Linked DNA regions of Urocitellus parryii: region 1 is linked to region 2. A link is a contact called in public Hi-C data. All regions are on one chromosome and are shown on one strand. Each heading gives the region's core, a stretch centred on a gene start, on an enhancer-like site or on the middle of the called end of the contact. The rest is flanking DNA. Distances are from core to core; before and after follow the strand shown. Region 1 holds the start of Znf33b (zinc finger protein 33B). Region 2 holds the start of Ankrd30a (ankyrin repeat domain 30A).

Evidence for each region. Hi-C and Micro-C count contacts between places; a contact is called where the count stands out from the background.
Region 1: a contact with region 2 is called in a Hi-C map of liver, with 2.0 times the contacts expected there. The contact joins the promoter of Znf33b here to the promoter of Ankrd30a in region 2. A contact is called at or near these places in 2 of 2 Hi-C or Micro-C datasets (liver and muscle).

What each region holds. Positions count from the first base shown.
Region 1 is chr5:125,039,544-125,043,667 of mUroPar1.hap1, forward strand. Znf33b (zinc finger protein 33B) reads right to left here and starts at 2,685. Exons shown (of 5, transcript XM_026399532.2): 1 at 2,241-2,685; 2 at 1,093-1,131. The coding sequence starts at 1,101.
Region 2 is chr5:124,797,312-124,801,496 of mUroPar1.hap1, forward strand. Ankrd30a (ankyrin repeat domain 30A) reads left to right here and starts at 2,140. Exons shown (of 35, transcript XM_026399545.2): 1 at 2,140-2,598. The coding sequence starts at 2,354. It overlaps LOC113190326 (a long non-coding RNA gene), which reads right to left and starts at 2,144. Exons shown (of 7, transcript XR_013343609.1): 1 at 2,089-2,144.

The DNA of each region.
Region 1 (4,124 bases), core at 1,435-3,934, 240 kb after region 2:
TTCTGCCTTTCTGCCATTCTGCCATCCTGCTATTCTGGCATTCGTTCTGCCTTTGCAACTTTCTTCTGTCCCCTTTTGATTTCTTAACAGCTACTGGTGAAGTGGGAGGAAAAATGTGTATCATCTAAGCTTGAAGACACTTAAAAGCACTCAAAATAATAAACAGTATTGCTCCACCAGAGCAATATGTTTTTAATGTACGTATTTCAACAAAACAAGACTATAAGACAAAGTATGAAAACTTGGAACTGAACATGATAAGGAAGACTCCAGGAACAAAGCATCAAAAGAATGCTATCAGATACTGACAGAGGAGTCATCCAAGGACAAAAATCAGTAGGATAATGTAGCACTTATTCAAGGAAGGCAACCACAATCTAGTCATTGATTGACCTTTATTTAGATAAACTCCAAAAAAAAAAGTGTAGAAACAATACTACATACTATGAGAGGAAATGTGACTGAGACTCAGAAACATTTACCAGAATGTTAACTTTGAAATGCATGCTACATAACCTATATACAAAACCTGGCTAATATAAGATAGCTATGTAAAGTTTATGTTACAGGTATACATAACAGGCCATTTCTTCCTCTCAACATTCTAGTTTTATGCCAGAATCATACAAGACCATTCAGAAAATTGACACTATTTGAACCATGTCTTGAACCATGTCTGTAACCTGCCTAATGACACTGCTGAAGAACAGTTTAAGGAAATAGACTGCATTAATATAAGGCTATTATTGGAAGGTTATTCACTATGTATCTTTGTTATAAACAAACAATAAAAACAAAAGGTATCTTTCAGAAAGATACCATTGTTTTCATAGGATTCAGTCTTCTGCTGCAAAACTCATCTGCCCTGATGGTTGAAAACCCAAAAGACATTTTGCAGCTCACCTGAGTGATTTTAAGGTTATATAGTCAGTATATATCAACATACCAATGTGACAACCTATCTGTTGGTTTATATTTTCTGCAAAATTGGATTTTTATCTATTACAATTTTCTCATCTTCACATTGACTCTTACAAATCTTTCAAAATCCGTTGTAAAATAACATGAAGGACAAATAAACATACAACTTACCTTGTTCATCTTGTGCTGTTCTTGGAAAGATGTAGACAACTGTGAAGACACAGCTAGTTAGCAGAAGAGGAATGGGATCATAAAAGATCTGGCCTGCTCAGCAGCTCATGAATTCTCCTGCCCTAAAAAACTACACTCATTCACTAGATAAAATGATTCCTGTGGGAGAATTGATCTCAGGCACACAGCTCCTAGGAATAATGGAACTCTCTTGTTAAACAACCACAATGTTTTACCAAGCTCCACTAAGCCTGAACCTGTCCACAAAACAGTAACTTTAAACAATGGACTTTCTTAAGCGCTTCACAAAAGTCCTAACATTGCACACTGTAACTGTAACATGTAACTGAGAAGTAACATGTAGCTGAATAATGTTGCTAACTCTGTAACCTGCCTAATGACACAATGAATAATAATGTACTACTGATGCCAGTGACCTAATGAATAATAACCTAGAATAATGCCAACACTCCACTGACCCTTCAGAATAATCAGGGGGAATGATGAAAGACCACCTGACTCTAATATAATCATGTAGCTCATGTGCACAATTTTTTTTTCTGAATGAAAGTTAATATTTGCTTCCTATGGATTTCAACAGAATTCTCTTGTGAATACTAAGGATTCACAAAAAAATTAAAACAATAATACTGGTCAATTTCGTTACTACATCTAATGAAGTAACATCAACATTTCACAGTTGTAAAATAATACTCTGGAATGATATCTATCAGTTTTCCTACTAGTGTTATTTAACCTTTGATTAGTGACTCCACAAAAAGCCACAAAAAGTCATGCTTCACGAGGAAAAAAAAATTCTAAATTTAACTTTGTTGCTGTTACTCAAAATGTGTTTAATAAGAAACTTCCTTTCACTTAAATGACAAAGTAGAAAGGATTGGCTTGGGAGTCAGGAGATCTCAAAATAGTTTTGGCCACTAACAAAGTATGATCCTGAGATGCAAAAACCTTTAGGACTTTTTCTTATTCCTTTTCAAATGAAATAAAAAGATAATTCTTGTAGATCCTTCCTAAACTTTAGGAGAATTAAGACAGAAAAATAGCACGTATCAAGATGCAGTGATGAACATAATAGAGAAGCAGTTCATAGTCTCTATAGAATGGAGAACCAAGGAAAAAGAACTTGCCTAAACAAAGTTGATAAGAAATCCGCAGTGACTAATGAGTCCAAACTCCCATGCAAGGCGTTGGAAGAACCCTTAGCTCTCACGCAGGCTCTCCCTGCAGCATCGCCCCCTCTCCAGGAGCTCCTAGTAAACTTCGCGCATGTGCACACCTCCTCCTTTCGCGGCCCCACACACAACTTCCACAAGCACGCCACTGAAACCTGTAGTGACGGGGCCTCACATCCTGACAAAGAACCCGCCGTCCCAGGGTCCCTCCACGGGTCGGCAAGGTTCCTTACTACCGCCGGATACCGGCCGCTGACCGCTCTCGGGGCCCCTCGTTCCTTGCCCAGCCTTTCAGGGTTCACTGGTCCATCCCCAGCCTGTCGCATTGATCACAGAAGAGTAGGAAGACTATGCTACCCGACCAACTCGGGAGTTGAATGAAACCGGGGAAGACAGAAGAGGCAGCAGACGAAATGAGGCATGCGCAAAACGCGGTGCAGGGCCCGAGGCAATAATGAAAAACTACCTTTCCCATGAGGCCCCGCGACCAATTCTTAGGAATTGCGGGGAACTGTGGATTTAGCTCTAGGGTTTGCGGTCCGTGTGGGTGTCTCAAGCAACCATTCCTGGTTCCCCTACGGATTCTTAGTTCCTTATGTGGCTTGTGTGCAGTTTACACGCAGAACTGTCAAGGAAAGGAAAGCCGTCTGTCAATCTCACTTTTTAGAAACTGGAAAGTAGGTAAATCCATACAATAAAAAACTCATCTGACACCATCAGAGATTGTGTCTGGGAGGAAAAAAGTGGTCGCGGAATAAGAAACCTAGCTTATCAAAATCACTCAAAGGTAAATGGAAGCTAAATCAAAAAAATGAGCACATGCGAAAGAAGAAAATAAATAGTACAGATTCGTACCTCTGCGATACTGAAATTAATAGGAAGACTATTCGTTGAAAAAATTCCAATAAAAATCTCAAAATGTGTTTTTCTCTCTCCTTAGTGTATTGTGCACATTACAAAAGCATTGTCAACTTCATCAGTGTTAAACAAAAACCTAAATTAACAACGAGTATATTTTAACACCCCCCCCAAAAAAAAAAACCCTAAGAAATAGCAATATGTAAAATATTGCTGCATTAAAATAGTTTGGCACCTGCTTCAAGGAAGTACAATGCCATGATTAGGAGTATTTTTTGAATATAATAAACGTATGCCAGGCCGGTGACACAGGACTGTAACCCCAACAACTGGGGAGCCTGAGCCAGGAAATGGCAAATTCAGAGCTAGAATGGGCAAGTTAGACCTTCTCTCAGAAAATAAGAGGCTAGAGAAGCATCTCAATGGTAGAATGCCCCTGATTTCAATAACTGGTATCACAAAGAAATACTACTAAATAATAATTGTAAAATTTCAAAACAATGGAGTATTCCTAACAGAATGTCATCCCAATAAAGAACATGTATAAAGTTATGTTAGATTCTGCATGAAAAAAATTACCGTGTTCAATTTTTTAAACGTTTAACCCACAAAGAATGAATAATGTTGACAGAGTTTTAAAAATTGAACGGAGACCCTAAAAACAAACCATAAATTTAGTGCCTGATATATTTTATTGTAGAAAACAACAAACAGCTCAGTTCCAGGACTTTTTTCTTTTTTTAAGATTAAAAGCAAATCTGCATTCTTCATTCACAAATTCAATCCAAGTATGTATCACAAATATTAGGGCTGGGGGAAAGCATCTGTTCTGAACATGTGCAGATTTTGTGTCCTTGATTCCCTAAAAAATAAAGCATGATTATCACTGGAAGAGTTCCCAAAGAAGGGGCCCTTGACTGAAGACAAGTGAGGTCCTTGGAATATGTGAAGGAAAATAATTTCAGCACCACCAGTCAGAGA
Region 2 (4,185 bases), core at 890-3,389:
ATAAAAAAACACATCATGCTCTAAGATGGGAAGACTTAATGATACAAAAGTGACAATCCATACAACCACTTTGAAAAGCAGAATGGAGGTTCCTCAAAAGACTAGGAATGAAACTGACATAGGACCCAGCTATCCCACTCCTTGGTCTTTATCTAAAAGAATAAAATCAACATACTAAAGTGATTCAGTCACTTCAATGATTATAGCAACACAATTTACAATAGCCAAACTATGGAATCAGCCCAGATGCCCATTAATAGACAAACTGATTAAGAAAATGTGGGAGTCTTACTCTGCCAAAAAGTGGATGAAACTATAGCATTTGTGGGTAAATGGATAGAAATGGAGAAAATCATGCTAAGCTTATAAGATAAGCCAGATTCACAAAGTCAAGGGTCAAATGTCTTCTCTCATATGCAGAAACTAGAGTAAAATGAGAGGGGAAAAAAGTGGGGATGGAGGGATCCCATGAAAATGGAAGAAAGATCAGTGAAATAGAGAAAGGGAATAGAAAAGGAGGGAGGGGGCTGGGAAAAGAGAGGAAATACAGAATAAAATTGACCATATTATGATATGTACTATGATATGTACATATATGAATATACTATACTATAAATTGCACCTTTATGCATATCTACGAAGCACCAATATTTTAAAAAATACTGTAAATAAATTGAAGGAAGACCAGTACAATAGAGTACAGAAGGCAGGAGGGAAGGGAGGAGGAAGGAGGAAGTACTGGGGACTGAAGTGCAACAAATTGTATTTCATGTATGATTATGTCAAAATGAACCCCAATATTATGTATATCTATAATGCACTAATAAAAACAAAAAAGAATATTCACGTAGCTTTATGATAGTAAGGTACTAAAAAAAAACCCATGTCTATTAGTACAAAATAAAAAATACATTTAGTTAAATAAATCTTCTGTATGTCATCATCAAAAAAGAGTAATAGTAAAAAGAACTTGCTTTATTATCAAAAATAATTTATGAAAGAACTCATGTAATTTACATAAGAATTTAAAATAAGACAAAGTAGATACACAATTTTCATTAGGAAAAAGCTTTATAAAGAAATTACTTTTCCCAAATCAAACCAAAATTTTAAAATTATGTTGTTTTCTTCAGGTATCTATTCTGATCCAAAATGTACATAATCTCTTTACCTATTCCATTAATTTTTATCCTAAAATTGACTCTCTATATTGCTCTATGGAAACTGTCACTTCTAATTCCAAGAACTTCCAAATGAATAGAGATTCCATGCAAATAAAGCGCTCTGCAAAACGAATCCCCTTTTTCTTTCATAACCACATCCATATGCATATTCCACCCATCCCCAACCAAATTCTTTAAGTAGATTTCTGCTTTTAAAGACAGAGTTTATGTGCTTTTCTATAAGAGGCAACAGCAGGTGTGGCAGTAGCAGGCTGGCCTGACCTGAATACACAGAAACCAGGTGACTTGACGTGTTCAACCTTTTACAGAGCCCACTGTTTCTACAGAAATACAAAGTCCACCAAGAGACAAATCAGAGCTAAGTCCTGGAGCGCCTGGTGCACCGAAGCAGCTGCCCAAGTTGCTCACAGCAAGATCCAGGCCTGGCCTGGCCTCAAGTCCCACACAACCCACGTCGTACCTGGAGAGGCCCGCGAAGCCACCATTTGTTGAGCCCCGCCGAGGTCCCCTCCCCAGGAGAAGGGCACGGGCGGACGCGGTTGGTTGCCGGAGCTCTGGCAGTCTCACCTCCGACGTGTCCCAAGAGTTCAAGGGAACTTTTGCAAGCCCCGCGCCCGCCCCTCCCTCGGAACCCCTTCTTCAAATCCAGGCGGCCGGCCACCTCCGGCTGCCCGCGAGATGCTGCCTACACTCTCGGGCCCTTTATTGTCCGACCGCCAGGGAACAACTGCGCGATTTTCCAGCGACATGGCCTAGTAAGTTGGGCTACCCGCGCACTAGTTGCCAGTACCCGTTAGACTGGAATCCCAAGCCTTCTCCAAGGAAGAGCACTGTTGTCACAAACCTGACACAAAGAAACACAGGAGGCCTAAAGGGCGGAGATTGGAGAAATGAAGCTTTGTACCTGCGCACTGAGCAACCTCAGTTACCGGCCTTTTGAGAAAGCGAGTAGCGTCTGCGCAGACTAAGACCGCGCACGCGCACTGGGATTTAAGTGGTGTGGCTTGGAGACGATAATTTTTTCCTGAAAAAATGGAACCTTGGAGCTGCCCCTTTGAGTCGTTGTGGCGAGACTAGGTTTGCTTATCTGTGACAGCCAATATTGAGTTCCGGAGGCGGTGAAAAGCCAAGGAGGAGGAAAGGTACCCCTGAGGCGGTTGGCTTCTGCCATGAAGAGGATTTTTGGCTTCGGAAGTAAGGGCCGTTCGCCTTTGGGCTCCTCCAGCAACCTGCGAAGGAACTGTGTGGGCTTTGGGCTTGCGAATGCCAGTAGTCTGAACTCGCCCAGGTACCACATCCGAGACAAGGATACAGGAAAGATCCACAAGGCTGCAAGCATGGGCAATGTAGCCAAAGTGCAGCATCTCCTTATTCTTGGGGAAAATGGCGTGAATGATAAAGACAAGAAGAACAGGTAATAAGTAGGGGCTTTGTGCCAAGGGGCTACGGGTTTGGTGCGGGAGGAGGGGGGCGTGGAAGAAACGGGCACCTCCCCAGCTGGACCCCCTCAGGCACCTGGGAAGCACAGGCCTCCAAGGGATCTAACACCCAGAACCGCTTCATGAGCAACAGAACTAAAACAGAACTTTAGCTCATTTCCGATCCACTTATGATTCCCATGTAAAGCTCTTTGACTATTGAAAAGTGATTAACTTAACAAAATTAAGTATATGCAACAGTTTATTTTTAAAATACACAATTCTAAAACCATGTATACGGTGTAGAAAGTGCATGAGAGAAATATTTTTTTATCAACTAAAGGGTTTTAAATGCTTAGAAAAAAATAATATCCATGTTTTTATGAAGTGTATAACTATTGGGAAGATAGTTCTCTGTTGAACAAGGAAGACTTATTCCAAAAATGTGAGGTCTTTCTATATTTATTTTAGATAAACCAGGTAAAAATATCAAAGTTAACATTTTTAAAAAATTTTTAGTTGTAGATGAACATAATATCTTTATTTGTTTTTATCTGGTGCTGAGGATTGAACCCAGTGCCTCACACATGAGAGGTAAGCACTCTAACACTGAGCTACAGCCCCAGGCCGAAAAGTTAGCATTTTTTATTTCCCCATGCTTTTACTATTGTGATGACAGAATTTTTTTTTTTTTTGTAATAAGAACTTGCTCTTCTTGGTATTAAAATACACTATTGATTTTCACAAACTAATTGATACTGGCAACTGAAAAGACAGATAAACTAATGCAACAGAATAGAAAAATCCAGAAACACCCAAATGTATGTAAGAATTTAGAACTTGAAACCAATGACATTCCATATTAATAGGAAAAGATGAGTTATTCATATATGTAGTGCCTGATAACTGGAATAAACTAGCTAGGTTATTATGTCACAAGTTAAGTTTCTCCATAGAGTACAGATTAAAAATTTTTAATAATACAGAATGAGAAAAATATGAAAGAAAATACACAGGCCTACTTCTGCATTATATATTTTTTATATTGGCCAAGACCTTCCTAAAAATAAACTCAAAAGCAAGCATTCTTTTTTCCTTTTGTGGGACTCAGGATTGAATTTAGGGACTAGTGCTTAGGAAGCACACACTATCACTAAGCTATACCCCTAGCCTAAAAGAAACTGTTCCAAGGGTCAGTTAGCAGAAATGAAAAATCTAAACCTCTGTATATCAGAAAAAGAATTAAAATTAAAAACTGTTGCAAAATATTTATACATATATAACATATAATACAGATAAAAAATATATCTTCATTATACAGAAAATTCTTTCAAATTAACAAGGAAAAAAACTGAACTCCATTTATTTTTTTTTATACTGGGGGTTGCACCGAAGGCCTTGTGCTTTCTAGGCAAGTACTGTACCACTAAAGTTTACCTCTAGATCTTGAACTCTTACTTAATTTGGTAAGGGACACTTGTGCAGATCTACAAGTTACCTATGGACACTGGAAAAATTTCTTTGTCCCTGGTAAGAGAAGGAAATTAAGTTAAAAGAGGAATAAAATAGTGTTTACCAATTAC